2 separate regions of the Oryctolagus cuniculus genome follow, and region 2 is linked to region 1. Evidence: chromatin contacts called from public Micro-C data. All regions are on one chromosome and are shown on one strand. Each heading gives the region's core, a stretch centred on a gene start, on an enhancer-like site or on the middle of the called end of the contact. The rest is flanking DNA. Distances are from core to core; before and after follow the strand shown. Region 1 overlaps TCF4 (transcription factor 4). Region 2 overlaps TCF4 (transcription factor 4).

Region 1 (7,414 bases), core at 3,124-5,623:
TTGAAGTTCTTTGATCAAACTCTCTGGCATGGGTTCTCTTTCTTTAACTAGCCACCATCTTGAATTCATTTGGAATCAGTAGTATAAACAAGTTTAAAACTGGTTCTTTTATAAGAAAGTCAGCAGGCTTGTATAGCTGTGGTTTCTTTTTTTACTTCTGTAGGCGGCAATTCAAAGGCAAGCTAAATGAAAACAGTACTACACCCTGAAAAAAATACATTTTTGAAAGGAACACTAAGTAGTTGAAAACAGTCAATACCCCTACCTATTTTTCTAGACAGAAGATAAATTTGTATTCTGTCTAGAATAAATAATTAATAATTAATGCCCCAATTTCTGTGGTTGATTTTGTTATTACCACAAAGGCTTCCAAACCCCTGCATTCTCCCTCCTCAGGTCCGCAGTTATCATAAAATGCGAAACAGACACAAACCCACCTGGGTATTGGAGAGAGAGGGGCACCATTAGAGAGATGCACCCAAGTGCCATAAATTCATTCTTGGGGTAGATGCGAGACACTGCTTAATTTTGTGTCTGTGTCATAGTTTGTTTTGGAGGGCCTTATCAGTATGGTAACTGGTATCTTGCCATATCTTGCATTCACATCAGTTGGTTAAAATACACATTGCTTTTTCTGGAAGGTGGGTACATTTGCCCCCCAACCCCCCGCAGTAAAAGGAAGAAAGAAAAAATGGAGCAGGGGAGCTGAGAAGTGAGGCAGAGGAAGTCACTGGGTGGCTGTGAGTGGATTAGCCTCCTCCTTTTATCCAGTTGCCAGTCTCAGTAGCTAAAGCTTATACTCTGTTCTTGCCTAAACATCAATTGATACCATTCTGTAATCTCAGTATTTGAAAGCTTGGTGACCTAAAAATACCATAGCTGGCATTCAGTTAGTGCTATGTATTTTAAAATATAAATCAAAACAAGCACTTTTATACTGGAAAAAAAAAAAGTATTAGATTCCATTAAAGAGTTAATTAGCTTAGTTTGTAATGGTGGCTTCTGACTTCTGAAATTTTCTGAGAAAGCCTGAAAGGGAATTTTGGTAGCACCCATGTTTCATTTTCTCCCTGTTAAGTGACAAAATTTTTGTAGTTTTCATTAGTTATTTCCAAAAATTATAGTTAAACACAATAATTAAAATTAAAAATTTCATCCCTTGCCAGAGACAGAAACTGTTTATAGTCAATGTGCCTTTCAGCACTCTCTCTTGCCTTCTCCCGAAAGGGCTGATTAGGATGTAATAATTGGGGATGATAGCGAGAGGAAGACGACAATTCCATTTAATTAAAGATAATTTATTTTACTTTAAATTGGTGATGTCCCACATGAATAAGAGTAGATTTAGCAGATAGATTTATTAATGGGTACTGACATCTCAGTTGACAGAAAAAGCAAACATTTTCTTTCTTCATTGTTTTTATTGTGTCCCAGCACCTGAAACTGCTGTCACTCTGCTTCCTTTGCTGCTTGATGGAGCTGTAGACTTTTCCACCAAATATGCAATTACTGCTTTATCACTGGAACCAACTTGATACTCTCCTGAGTTAAGCCAGGGCCGGGGCTTGGAAGCCGTACAGGCTCCTAGGACCCACACTGGAAACATTGTCTTCTCAGAGGGCATCTAGCTCATGGATTCCTGGGTAGTTTCAGCATTTTGAACAAGAGTTTCTTTGGTCAGCGGCAAAGTGCTCAATGAGAATTTTTGTAAGAACAGTTACACCTTGAATGTCATGGACCCTGAAAAGTGCCTCAGAAATAGTCTTTGTACTTCTTAGGTTCATTCCTACCAAGGAATGTGTGTGGAAATTCAGGCTCTTGTGTGATATCTTCATTGTTGTCTCTTGCAATTGTAAACAAACCTAGAAGTTAAAAAGTGGCTTCAAAAAATGCGTGAAATTGTTTTCATAGAGTCTCCTCAGCGTGTAATGCCTTTTAAAACAGCATACCGTTAGCAAAATTGTATTTATAAGTCTATAAATCCCAAGGCACCTTCTTTATGTTTCTTTCAAAGTGCATTCTGATTTTCCTGGCTCCCCTTTGATCCCTGTCGCATGACGTGCACCCCTGCATTCTTACTCACGCTCTGTTATTCAGTTGTTCCTGATCTCAGCTGCACGTCATCTTCACTGAGAGACATAGCCCTCGGAGCCCTGTGCCTTCCCGGGCCTCACCTGCCCACAGCTTTCCTCATACCTGTCTCTCTCCCTGCTCTGCTGCTCTCCTTTCCCACACAGTCTCCTTACGTTGATTCATTTTCCTGGCCTCTGTGGATTTTCAGTGGTTTTAGTGTTTACACAGTGAAGAGGGGCAGTGAGGTGGACATGATGGTGAAGTTTTTGTTTTTGTTTTATTTTAAACCAGATGGTTTTTATTTCATCCTGTTCTGTCATTTCACTGTTCCAAATTGATGTTAGATCAGTGATGAGGTTTTTTAAGGATTAGTTTTTATTAAATCTTGATTTTCATGTTGTGTTAACCTTCCCCTCAGACAGAGCACCTTAGTCCTTTTCTTTCTGTCCATTTGACTGGTTAGTTTTAATAACCCGGTCTCTCAGGGCCTTAATTTATCCTCTGCTTCCTGCCCCTTTCATCCATCTCTTATTTATTGCTCGGTTATCCTCACGTCACCTTATATCTTTTCTTCTTCTGTAATTCTTGAGTTCACAAGATCTTCCCCTAAATGCTGCTAACATAATGCTGAGAAAGCAAAAATTGGGCAAGAGGAAATTTGTGATTAATGCTGTCTGCTGAGGACTTGGGAAAGTCTGCTTAAATATTTAAATTCTACCAGTTTTCCCCTGGACTTGTGGCGGTCATGATTTTAGGTTGTAGGGACATAAAGGCAAGAGTACAGATAACCTAAAATTACTACTTATTTGGAGGCGAAAACCTTTCATAGAAATTTCCAAGAGGGAAAGTGTCCATTTTTAGCAGACAAACTCAGTTGAACCCACTGACCAGCAGGCTGGGTCACAGGGTGTGTGTGTGTTTGTGTGTGTGTGTGTCTGTCCGTCCTGGGAGTAGGATTGGAGGTGGTTAATGAGAGGGTATTCCATGGCCAGCCACCGTTGCTTTCAGTGAGTTTCAGGTGGCTCCTGCTGGCCTGCAAAGAAATAGGCACTTGGGTCAGAGTAACGACAGATCCGAAACTCAGCAGAGATGGTTCATCTCTCTCTGCCCCCACTTTCAAGCCATCTTCTTTCTTCTCTGCCTTTTTCACCATTTCTACCTCAATTCCACGTGTCCTTTCCAAACCCCTTCAACTTTTTTTGTCTTTTCCTTTACTTTCTTTGCCTTCCTGCTACCAAACAGTTAAAGAATTGCAGTACATTGGAGCCTTTCCTCTCCACAACGCAAGTCCGCACGAGATGCTTTTATCAACTGGGCTCTCTTTAGTAGCATTGGAATTCCAGGAAAAATGCCAGACATTTTGAAAAATAAATATGTAAAGGACAACTACATAATCCCACACCGGAAAGACCACCACGTCTACTCTGTGCAAACGGCAGTTAGGGAGAAAAGCCTCCCCCAGCCCCAGGAGGTGACAGGAGCTGGGAGTGGCAAGAGGCAAGCTTCTAATCGTGGACCAGATGCTGCTGGATCCGGGGGGATGCCTGGCGCTTGGTCATTTGGGTGGCTGGGCCTGTCCCACCTCCCAGTCTCCATGCCCTCCCCCAGCCTCATCCTGGGCCCTCCCACCCTGAGGCCAGCCCCAGGCCTTGCGGCACACATCTGCCGGTCTGAGTTGCATGGATCCAGCATGCAGTTGCTGCTCTCCCTCCCCCGATGAATTCTGTGCTGTGGTCCTGCTTGCTCCTTGTCTGTCAGATTGCACTTCTGATGCTGTCAGCCATGTCTGACCAATCAGCAAACAACACTACAGGATGAAATTTAAACAATGCAGATGCTCAGATACAGGGTTATGTTGCCTGGACCACGAAGGGAAAGCAGAGGTAAGGTCAGAGTCTCCCCAGAGTGGGTTAACCCGAGCCTGCCTGGCTTGACAGCCCTCGCGCGGCACTGCGCTGCCCTCTGCTTTGCCTGTTTCTCTCGTCCCCTGCCAGTCACCAGAACTTTCCTCTCCATTCGCTGCCCTGCGATCTTTCCTCCCTGCCTTTATCCACTGCCTTTTCTCTTGGATCAGTGCTGTCATCACGAATGTGCCTGACTTGCCGGGAGGCTGAGGGTACTTGTAAATGCCACCTGGTTCAGGTCGGAGGAGGAGAGCACTGCTGTGGCCAGGGTGAACGGGTGGGGTGAATAGGCCTTCTGGATTGTCCCTGTGTGGGACAGTTGAACGCGTTGTTAGGGTACCACCATGGTTTTCTTTCTTACCGCTGAATGCATTGGGTTGTCAGTGGGGTTTCAATCATCTTTTGGGGGGGAAATGGGTTACTGTGAAGAAACATAAATAGATGCGTCCTAAAATGAAGATGAATCAGCCTGTCCTTGAGGGTTTTGGGAGAGGAGAACAAGAGCTGATGTCTGTCCCCCTTTCTGCAGTCCACGGTGGAGCTGCCTGGCTGACTACTTGCAGAGGGAGGAATGGGAGCGCCATGCTCTTCTGTTTTAAGTATTGAGTTGGTCCTTTTACAACTTCTAGTGTTTACAGGGTTCTGCGCTCCCTACCCTCGTCCCATCTGGAAAATATTTAAACTTCATAAGATCTATAAGACTAAAATATCACATATAATGGGATAGGCAGAAGGAAGAAAAATTAGACCCATTGCGTGTGTTTAGAATAAGTCAGTTGTTTGTTCAGAAGCGGCTGCTAGAGGAATTGGAACAAATAGCTGTGTGTGGTGAAGGGTTTGGTCCAGAGCTGCACATTTCACCACAGAATGAGCCTTGGTTTGTAAAACTGACATTCTGTTGTGACTTCCAAATCCAAACAAATCTCTGCAAATTTCTGCCCGATCGAGTTAATAAGAAAATATATACATGCAGAGGCGAGAGCCGTATGCTACTTGTAGTTCTGTCAGTGCCGGTGGAAATAAGAGACGGATTTTACCTACTGTGTTACATGCCCCCAGCATTTGTCGGGACCTCCAGCTCTGCGGCTTTGCATGATTTTTTTCCCACTTCTATAAGAACAATGTGATGCAAAAAGAGCCTCAGGAAAGGAGGCAGCAAGGATTGGGGTCACTTTTCTTCTAATTGCCTCATAATTGGGGACTGGTTTCCACTTTCCCACTATCTCCCTGGCAGGGAGAGAGGAAGACAGATGTGGTTTAGCTGGAAAGAGCTTTCTCCAGGCCGGATGTGCTGCGGGACCAGGGGGGTCGTTCCCTGCTCCAGGCCTGTGATCTGCTTCACACCTGCGCTCATTTTCCCCCATGATCGATGACCTTGTATTAACCCAGAGTGACCTTTTGCCTTTGCCTGTTCCCCGGGACGAGCTCTTGGCTAGTGGGCTCTCCTTTCGCTCTGATTTACAGGTGGTTACTGGAGCCGCATACACTTGTTTTTCATGGTGCACAGTGCACTTAGCAGCCCGGCAAGACCTGCAATTTCATCCCTCTCAAGGGGCAGAGAAGGGGGCTGGAAGGTGGGGGTGCAGCCAGAGAGGTTGCTGTTTGCATGTGCGTTTCTATTTTGTGGCTCATATGGTATCAATTACCATTTGATGGCAACGCCAGGCCTGAGGCCCTTTGCATGTTTGTCCTGTGAGAAAGATCTGGAAGAACCGACATATGGTTTTGATTGCAGCAATTGCAGGTTGATAGAATGAACGCAGGGGTGAGGTGGGTGGGTTTTCCTTCCGGCCCTTTCCACTCTGGGTTGCTAATGTGCTTTGCTTGTGGAACTGGTCTTTTCATCATCCAGCCCCTCCCCACTTTCCCCCTGTCTCCCCCTCTCCAGCTCCCTACCACTTCACATTCCCTGCCCCTGCCTCCTCGGGACTTCCAAATCCCCGCCAGGAACATGTGGCCCACATCAGGGACCTTCAATTAAAAAAAAAAAAATTGTCCACTCTTTTGTTAAAATCCCAGAGCAGGTCCGTCCATCACAATGACCAGAAGTGTACCAAAGCTGAAAACCAAATGGGGTTGGGGGCTGTGTAGCCTGCAGAAGCTCAGGACATGTTTCTAAATGGCTATTAGTTCAGGTTGTTAAGCATTGAAATGATGCTGAAAAATAGCAGTGATAGAGAGTAGAGTGTGTGTGTGTGTGTGTGTGTGTGTGTGTTGCCTTTACTAGAACTCTTGGGATTTATTTGAGTGGGTGCTGCATTGCTGCATAGGGGCAGGAGGACTGTGTCGAGGAGTTGTTTGAGGTTCTGTCTTCCTACACATTGCAAGCACTAAAATGGAAACGCGGGGATGACGTCTCTGACTCCATGAGCATTGCTGTGCAGAAGGGACTTGTTGGAGGCCCATCTCCCACAAACAGTGACTGCTCTCTCACTAAGTTAGCAACAGTAGGGGTTACCCAGGAAGCCTCCTCAGTACTGTGGCCCACCAGGTTGGCATCTGAGCGTGCCAAGGGAAGGTCCTGTTTTGGGGGACAGAAGCAAAGCGGAGAGAACATTATAGACAACTTTCATGCGACCCATGACTTGTTTGTTTGTATCCAAGTATCATTTTTCTATGATGCTTTCAAATTCAGGTTCCATAATCAGATCTACAAAAGGGGGACTTCTTTTCTGAGGTGGTGACATTTTCACTTTGGCTATTGTGTTTCAAGGTATTACAATCAGGAATCATTGTAGTTTGAAAAGATAGTGTGGTGTCTTGTGAGTTAATGTTGCCATTCACATCTTCCAGCTTTTAAATTGGAAGCCTGCAAACTTGGTGGGATCCCTTCCCTCACAAAATAAAACACGCCCCCTAAAAGTTTTGAAAAAAAAAAAAAGATGAATTATTAGTTCTGAAGGCTGGCTTTTGAAACCTAACCATCATACTTGACACACTTGTTCCCATTTATTTCCATATTGGAGCTGATCTTTAGAGAAAGGTAGTAAAAACTGAAACCTTTAATTGGTGACTTAAATTGTAGGGAGATGTCTTATGTGATAGACCCTGGAAAAAACCCACCATATTTTTACAATGGTTACTAACTGCTTCATAAGACATTTGTCTAACACTGTTTTTTTCTTTCTCTTTACATTGTACACATTGGTCTGCTAAATGATTATCATTTTTTTAAATAATCTCGATAATGATTAAATTTTGCCATTTTATATTTCTTCTACAAGTGAATAAAAGCTGTCCTTTGAAATATGTTTGAATGCAGAGCAACTAACGACTGATTTGCTGCAGCCCAGTGTTTTAAGAGTAACTACTTAATTATTTGATATTTCACACACAAACATATCTAACTTAAAGTCATAATTCAGTTTGATAACTTAACACTTGACATTTCTTCTTCTGGCTTGTGCCACTATTAGTTACTTTCAAAGAGTGATGTA
Region 2 (7,196 bases), core at 545-3,044, 60 kb after region 1:
CTTGGGTGTCTACCCCCAAGCCTTAGTCTCTGTATGCCAGTTTTCTCATTTTCCCCACTAAAGTACGTATTCAGTATCCTGGAGCCATGAACTTTAAATGAATGAATAAGAAAAACCTTGTTTTCCTAATTTTAAAATATATACATAGAGGGGCTGGCACTGTGGCATAGCAGGTAAAGCTGCTGCCTGCAGTGCCAGCATCCCATATGGACTCTGGTTCGAGTCCCAGCTGCTCCACTGCTAATCCAGCTCTCTAGTGTAGCCTGGGAAAGCAGAAGAGGATGATTGGAGTACTTGGGTCCCCATCCACATGGGAGACCTGGAAGAAGCTCCTGGCTCCCGGCTTTGGATAGCCCAGCTCCAGCCGTTGCAGTCATCTGGGGAGTGAACCAGCAGATGGAAGACGTCTCTGCCTCTCTGTAACTCTGCCTTTCAAATAAATAAATAAATCTTTAAAAAATAAAAATAAAATATATGCATAAAATACATATTTGAAACAGACCCCTCCAAGAATAACTACATAATATTTCTGTATTGTTTTCTTCCTACATTGAGGGAGGGATAAGCAGATACATTTGTAATACCCTGGTAATCATTTTTTTAACTGAATTTTTATTGGATGCAAAGACCCAATAATAAACTTCTCATGGCTTGGAATAGGCATAACCCTTGCATTTAAAAAATGTAATATTCCCTTTGTTTTCTCTGTATAATAGATTTGTTTTCTCAATATAGTAGATTTTCGAGGGAGAAGAGTATTGTATGTATTAGAAAATGCACATGTGTTCAGTCACTCATTCTGCATCTGCTATACTTCCGAGACCATCACAGATGCATAAATGTGCAAGAAAAAGTCTCTCATCTTATAGGCCTTTTATCCTGGTCGGGTAATAGTACAGTATATGTCTAATTATAATGCAAGAGAATTACTCAGTGACCTAACCAGTGATTCAGACAGCTAGGAAAAGCTTCTTAGAGAATGTGTCATTGTATCATTGACCTTCTATTAGTGTCTATGTAGAATTTCAGCAGTAAGAGATACATAGAAAAGGCATTGCAGAGCCATAGAATAAACATGATTTAAAAAAAAAATGAAAATAAAGGCTGTAATGTGCCCAAATAGAAGTAAGAGATGTGCCTGATGAGTCTGTCTGTCGCAGCTCCCAGCTAAGGCTGCACTGGGAGAAAGCCACTCCTCCACAGCACCGCAGTTCCAGCAATTGGCTCGGATATTGCACATGAGAGTCCACAGGAAGAGCGAGTCTTCGTGTGTATTTTTTATGTCCAAATTAAATTAACTCATGGAATTTTCCACCCTTAGGAATTAAAGTAGCAGCTCATGAAGTAATTCAGTTATGTCATTCATACCAAAACAGAAAATACTGGAGCAACTTGGCACTGTTTAAAAGCCAAGATTAGGCCTTGGCCATTTTGTATTTTTTTCAGATTCTGTGGCCGTTGTGTTATTTTAACTTTTATTGTGGCTGTAAATTCTTCAAATCAAAAATATCTTAATTGCTTAGAAAGCACGAGTGTAAACTGGACTCGTCCTAAAAAGAGGATTCAGGCGGGGCAGCCTCAGAAGTGAGGGTTGAAAGATAGAGTATCACATTTTCTGTAGCACGAGGGCTTTCTGTATCTAACTGGTTGACATTCACAGTTGTACGTAATTATAGCTTCCTCTGTCTCCATAAATCATTGCAGAACTGCAAAGTTGAGTTTAACCAAAAGATCTGGCCGGTATTAGTTAAGTGACATCTTGGGGGAAGCATTGTCCTGATACAATAGCCACATTCGTTTCAAAGCACTTAATTGGACATATTGTCAAAAACTACAGTATTGAATTTCCACATTTTAATTTTGCATTTGCCTTCTCCCCAGCTTCTGCACATGGACGGGTCTCGTTTGGAACTGAAAGTGTGTGAAAGTTATTGGAGAATGGTAGTCTCTGGGTAATGTTTCTGTAAGCTGCCCAAATTTTCCCCCTGTAGTCTAGATGGGAAACAGCTGGGTTTTGTTTAAAAAGCTGTTTTGTGAAATATCTGAATCTTGAGATGCAGAACTGAGGTCACTGTTAAAGCAGGTGCTCTTGAACAAGTGAGAAAGGACTCAAGGGGCCCATCAGCCCTGTAGTCTTCTACAGGGTACTTCCTTTTAGAAAAAAAGGTATTGACGCTTGCACCTTTATTTAGGACAGACACCGATATAAGTAATTGCATTAGCAATGCTGTTAGAAATTGGTATCTTTGATCATTGTCAGCCCTTGAATGCGAGCTTAGCCACATACAAAACAAAGCAAAATGGTCATTCCCCTCACAAAGCTTCCAGCTGAGGGTCCACGCACTGGTCTTCTTGGGAGATTAGAATTGCTTGCATTTCCTCTTTAGACATAACAACAGGAAGAGAACGAGAGCTACCCTTTCAACTAAATAGGGCCTCAGCTGACCGTGTCTTCCGAGCTCTTCAATGCAGTCTAAGGAAAAGGGAGAAAAGAACTGTGACTTGGCAAGACCGGTCCCCAAGCAGTTCTGAGAAAAGCAGTGCAAGAAACATGTGGAAGCACTAAAGTGCAGTGCACGTCAGGTATCCACTCGTCTGAAGATGAAAGGAGGTTAGCCTCCTCCCCCGGGAGCTGGAGGTTATTAGCAGCTGTTTATCCAGTCGGGAATCGAGATTAACATTGCAATTTTTTTTTTAAGAACCAGAAGAAAATTTGTTTGGGAAGTTGGCTCTTCATATCAAGTAACTGTGCACTGCCAAAAAAAACTTCCTTTCTCAGAACTCATGTCCTAGAGTTGAGCAATGTTATGATTCTCTGAGAAACCCTGGATTACCCAAAAGTCTATCTCCATTAAGTAAAACAGAGGGGAGCGAAGAAAGGGATGGATGCTTGCCATTGACACACTCCACTCTGTTCTTCCCAAGGTGGACCTTGCTGTTCGGTGTGTTACCTGTCCTTCAGCCTGAGCCTTGGGGGGACGTTCTGCCCCTACTCCTCCATCCTGCTTGGTCTCTGCCACTCTGAGGCTTACTCACATGGGCTTGGTCTGTGCCTATTGCTGTGAATGTCTGCAGGAGATGCAGGAGCTGCTTCCTACTCTATAATATTTTATTGCACCTTTCCGTATCCCCCCCAAAAGAAAAGTTGGATATTGGGGGTTTTCCCCCTGATTTAATGATACTCTTAATGTCATTTTCTTTTATTAAATCCTTTCTTTTGCTTTTGATCTTATTTATAGCAGAGCCACTGGTCATATGGAAGCTATTATTGTATAGCAGGGAGATGAAAGACTTCACTGCAGTTAAATAAGAGTGAATCATTGGGGCCAGTAATGCACACATACAGTGAGGTACCATTTGTGTCCACAGCGCCCTGTGTTGTTCACTTTGTAGGAAAGCCATTGAGATTTATAAAGGGCTTTTCCAAAATCTACATTTGGTCAGAAATATGTATTCTGACAACATGGAAACACATGTTAGTACATAGTCCTTAGCTGCTTGTGTCTTCATACACACACAGTTACTTAAAGAATGCTACTTATTGATGGAAAAACAAATTTTCATTTGCAATTGAGATGTTTATTAGTGTTATATGTCAATTTTTAAAATATGCATCTAGGAGTGCATATTTGGTGAAGTGGTCGGGATGCTGCTTGGAATATTCATATCCCATACCCGAGTGTCTAGGTTCAACTTCTAGCTCTGCTTCCAATCTAGCTTCCTGTTAATTTGCACCCTGGGAGGCAGCAAGTCATGGCCCAAGTACTTGTCCCTGTGACCCACATGTGAAGCCTGGATTGAGGGCTTGCATCCTGATGTTGGCCCAGCCTGGCTCCAGATGTTGCAAATGAAAAGTCTCTCTGCTTCTTTATGTAAAAATGCCACCTTCTTCCTGTAGCAGTCTTTGGCTTCCCAATCAAATATAATTTCATCACCCTTTCATACCCTACATAACCTTGTATTCTTTGTGGCATTCATCTTATTTTATCCTCTGTAGAAATTATATCATCCCATCATTAAATGTAAGTACCTGTAGAATATTAGGTGTCTCTCTTCTTTAGTTTTTCCTTGAAAATGCCTAAATAGTGCCTTGTATATTGAGACACTCAAGCAGCATTTGTTGAATTAAATGAAATGTTTATTATTGGATGGAAACACACCCAAGGTGTGTTTGACAATATCACATTTTAGATTTCAGATGTCATCTCACAGATGCATGTCATGTGATATGTGCCATTCTTTGCTATTTAGGAAGCATCTGGTTGCTCACTTCGGTATCACTGTACTAGCCTGTGACCCACAGCCAGTCCCTGCCCTTGGGATGCTCACTGCTCACATGTAGGCTTTTAGGAATGGCAGCAGAACCACGATCATTAAGATTTATGCCCTGCACGACTAAGTGATGCTCTTGAATGTGTTTTGAGGGTGATGTCTCAAAGAATAGTCAGGAAGAGCCCCATCTGGGCAAAGCAAGGTGGTAAGAAAGTAGAGCTCTGGAGAGCCACTTAGTCTGGAAAGGCACAGCAAGGGGATCTGTGGGATTAGTAAGAGAGAAGCAGTCAGGGAGCCATGAGAAGATGGGGCAGGAAGGGCTTGGCTCAAGCTCTACTGATATGAGTGTGAACCCAGCAGAATAGGGGCCATGAGTAGATACCTGAGAGTCCAGGCGGTTAAGAATAGGAGGGGCCTGGGGGATGGCCCCAGGGTATCTAAGTGAAGGACACAGCAGCACAAGGCAGAAGTCTTGGATTCATTGAACAATAGGGAATTTAATGAACAGGCTGGAAACTTAGTCTGTGAGGGACCAGGGGCTGGGGAGAGAGTATTGCATTCAAGATAAAAAAAAAAAAAAAAAAAAAAAAAAAAAAAAAAAAAACAAAGGGTGAGGATTTAGAAGGAGATGGGGAAGAGTTTAGGCAAATGTCTTTACACCTACAGTCCCTTTCCAAGTACATTATAACGTCCACGAGCTATTCAAATAATAAGAAAAACTTCTGGAAAATAAAGGCCAGTTGGTCATGGTAAATCTCCAGTGCAGAATCATCTGGGATGTGACTTTGTGAGTGTGTGTGCCCACTCAGTAGCATGACTCAGGGATCCACAATTCCACCTCACGTGTCCCATTGTCTTTTGCTTGGCTCTGAACAAAAGCAGCTGCTTGGAAGTACCCCCACAGTTTATCCTAGAGGGGCTTGGTTCATGGGGGTGACGGGATTGAGTTCCGTACAGTCTGCTACTTGGAGCAGGGAAGGGATGGAATGGGCTCATTCGGCCTCCTCCTACTTCTGTGCCCACTGGGTGCACTGCATCTGCTTATGGTTTCCACTGTAGGAAAGTGGTGCAGAGAATGGGGGGTGGGGGAGTGGAGATGCAGAAGGGAGAAATGAAACAGCTCTAATAGATGGAATTTATGAGTTAGAAAACGAAAGATGAACTGAATTTAGCTTGCAGCCATTTGCATCGCTAACTAGATCACAAAATCATTCATTTTAACCATTTTGGTGGACAGTTCAGGGAAGTTCCGGCACACAGGGTCACATGACAGATAAGGGCTGTCAAGGTCAGGATCATTTAGATGGTGTTTAAATCCTCTTGAAAATTATTTTATTTTCTGGAGAATAAGCATTAAATAAATCTCCAAGGATTGCACAATAAGGAATTACCTTAAAATTCAGACAAAGCATAAGTGAAACTGTAAACACTGGGGGGAAAAAAAGGAAATTGTGTGTCTTTAAGACAGGAAGTCTTCTCCCAATAAACATAGTAAAAATCAAGTCAAAGCCCAAGCAAAAAAACCATTTCAATCCATATCTGAATTCAGTGAGAAGTCCTTTAAATGTTTACTTGCATGAGGATAAAAAGGTGAGATAATGCTCTAAACAAAAGAAAATGGAAATTACCATTTGTGGTTGAAGAATGTCCAGTCCTTTTTTTTTTTTTTTTTTTTTTTTTTTTTTTTTTTTTGACAAGCACAGTTAGACTGAGAGAAAGGTCTTTCTTCCATTGGTTAACTCCCCCAAATGGCCACTATGGCCAGCACTACACCGATCCAAAACCAGGAGCCGGGTACTTGCTCCCAGTCTCCCATGCGGGTGCAGGGACCCAAGCACTTGGACTATCCTCCACTGCCCTCCCAGGCCACAGCAGAGAGTTGGACTGGAAGAGGAGCAACCGGGACCGAATCCGGCACCCTAACCAGGACTAGAACCCAGGGTGCCAGCGCCGCAAGTGGAAGATTAGCCAAGTGAGCCACAGCGCCGGCCAGAATGTCCAGTCTTTAGGTCTTTCCCCAACACCTTAGAGGTTCTTAGAGGTAGCTCTGTTGTCTCTAGACTCTCTGGGCCCCTGCTGTCTTTCCTGGCTGCTGCCATTTCGTGAACGTTCAGTTCCACCTGTGAGTCACTGAAAAAAGTTCACATGGCTACTTCTGCATCTTTAAAAGATGCACTTTGGGGATCAGTGGTGTTTTGCACATTTGAGAAAGTAAGTTTACTTTTCTCTCATGTGATAGAGATCTGAAATCCAGTACTCCACAACTGTCATGTATAATTGGTATTTTATGGAGAGATTACAGTTCAGACACCAGCACTGCCTTTTGTGTCAAGGAGTTTTTAATTACCCTGAATTCCCATCGACTTTTCTTAGGTGTTTGTGAAGAAACAAGAGTGTAAAATTAAAGTTCCCAGGGACTTTTTTCTTTGCCTGAATGCCTTATTACTATTTTTTTAAAGATTCAAATATTTATTTGAAGGGCAGAGTTACAGAGAGCGAGAGAGGTCTTCCATCTGCTCTTTCACTCTCCAAATGACCACAACGGCCAGAGTTGGGGCATCTGAAGCCAGGAGTCAGGAGCTTCTTCTGGGTCTCCCACATGGGTGCAGAGGCCCAAGCACTTGGGCCATCTTCCACTGCTTTCCCAGGCCATTAGTAGGGAGCTGGGAGGGAAGTGGAGCAGCCGGGATTTAAACCAGTACCCACTTAGGGTGCCAGTACCTGCTATGTCACAGAGCCAGCCCCTGTCTTGCTAATTTTTTTAAAACTTTTTTTCAAGATTTATTTATTTATTTATTTATTTGAAAGGTAGAGTTACAGAGAGCCAGAGGTTGGGTGGGGGGCTGGGAGGAGGTCCACTGGTTCAATCCCCAAATGGTTGCAATGGCTGGGCCAATCTGAAAACAGGAGGCAGGAGCTTCTTC

What was found. Hi-C and Micro-C count contacts between places; a contact is called where the count stands out from the background.
Region 2: a Micro-C map of ear pinna shows a contact between it and region 1, with 1.7 times the contacts expected there. The contact joins two enhancer-like sites. A contact is called at or near these places in 4 of 6 Hi-C or Micro-C datasets (ear pinna, psoas muscle, skin fibroblasts and 1 more).

The regions. Positions count from the first base shown.
Region 1 is chr10:23,005,343-23,012,756 of mOryCun1.1, forward strand. The region is part of intron 7 of TCF4 (transcription factor 4); the gene reads left to right. Among named protein-coding and RNA genes, the nearest start is that of TCF4, 310 kb to the left of the region's middle. Within about 2 kb of position 4,374, at least 1 of the 8 cell types and tissues checked has an H3K27ac peak or open chromatin away from gene starts, as enhancers often do. A contact at or near this core is called in ear pinna, where this site is marked.
Region 2 is chr10:23,067,522-23,074,717 of mOryCun1.1, forward strand. All of the region lies in intron 14 of TCF4 (transcription factor 4), which reads left to right. Among named protein-coding and RNA genes, the nearest start is that of CCDC68, 270 kb to the right of the region's middle. Within about 2 kb of position 1,795, at least 3 of the 8 cell types and tissues checked have an H3K27ac peak or open chromatin away from gene starts, as enhancers often do. A contact at or near this core is called in ear pinna, where this site is marked.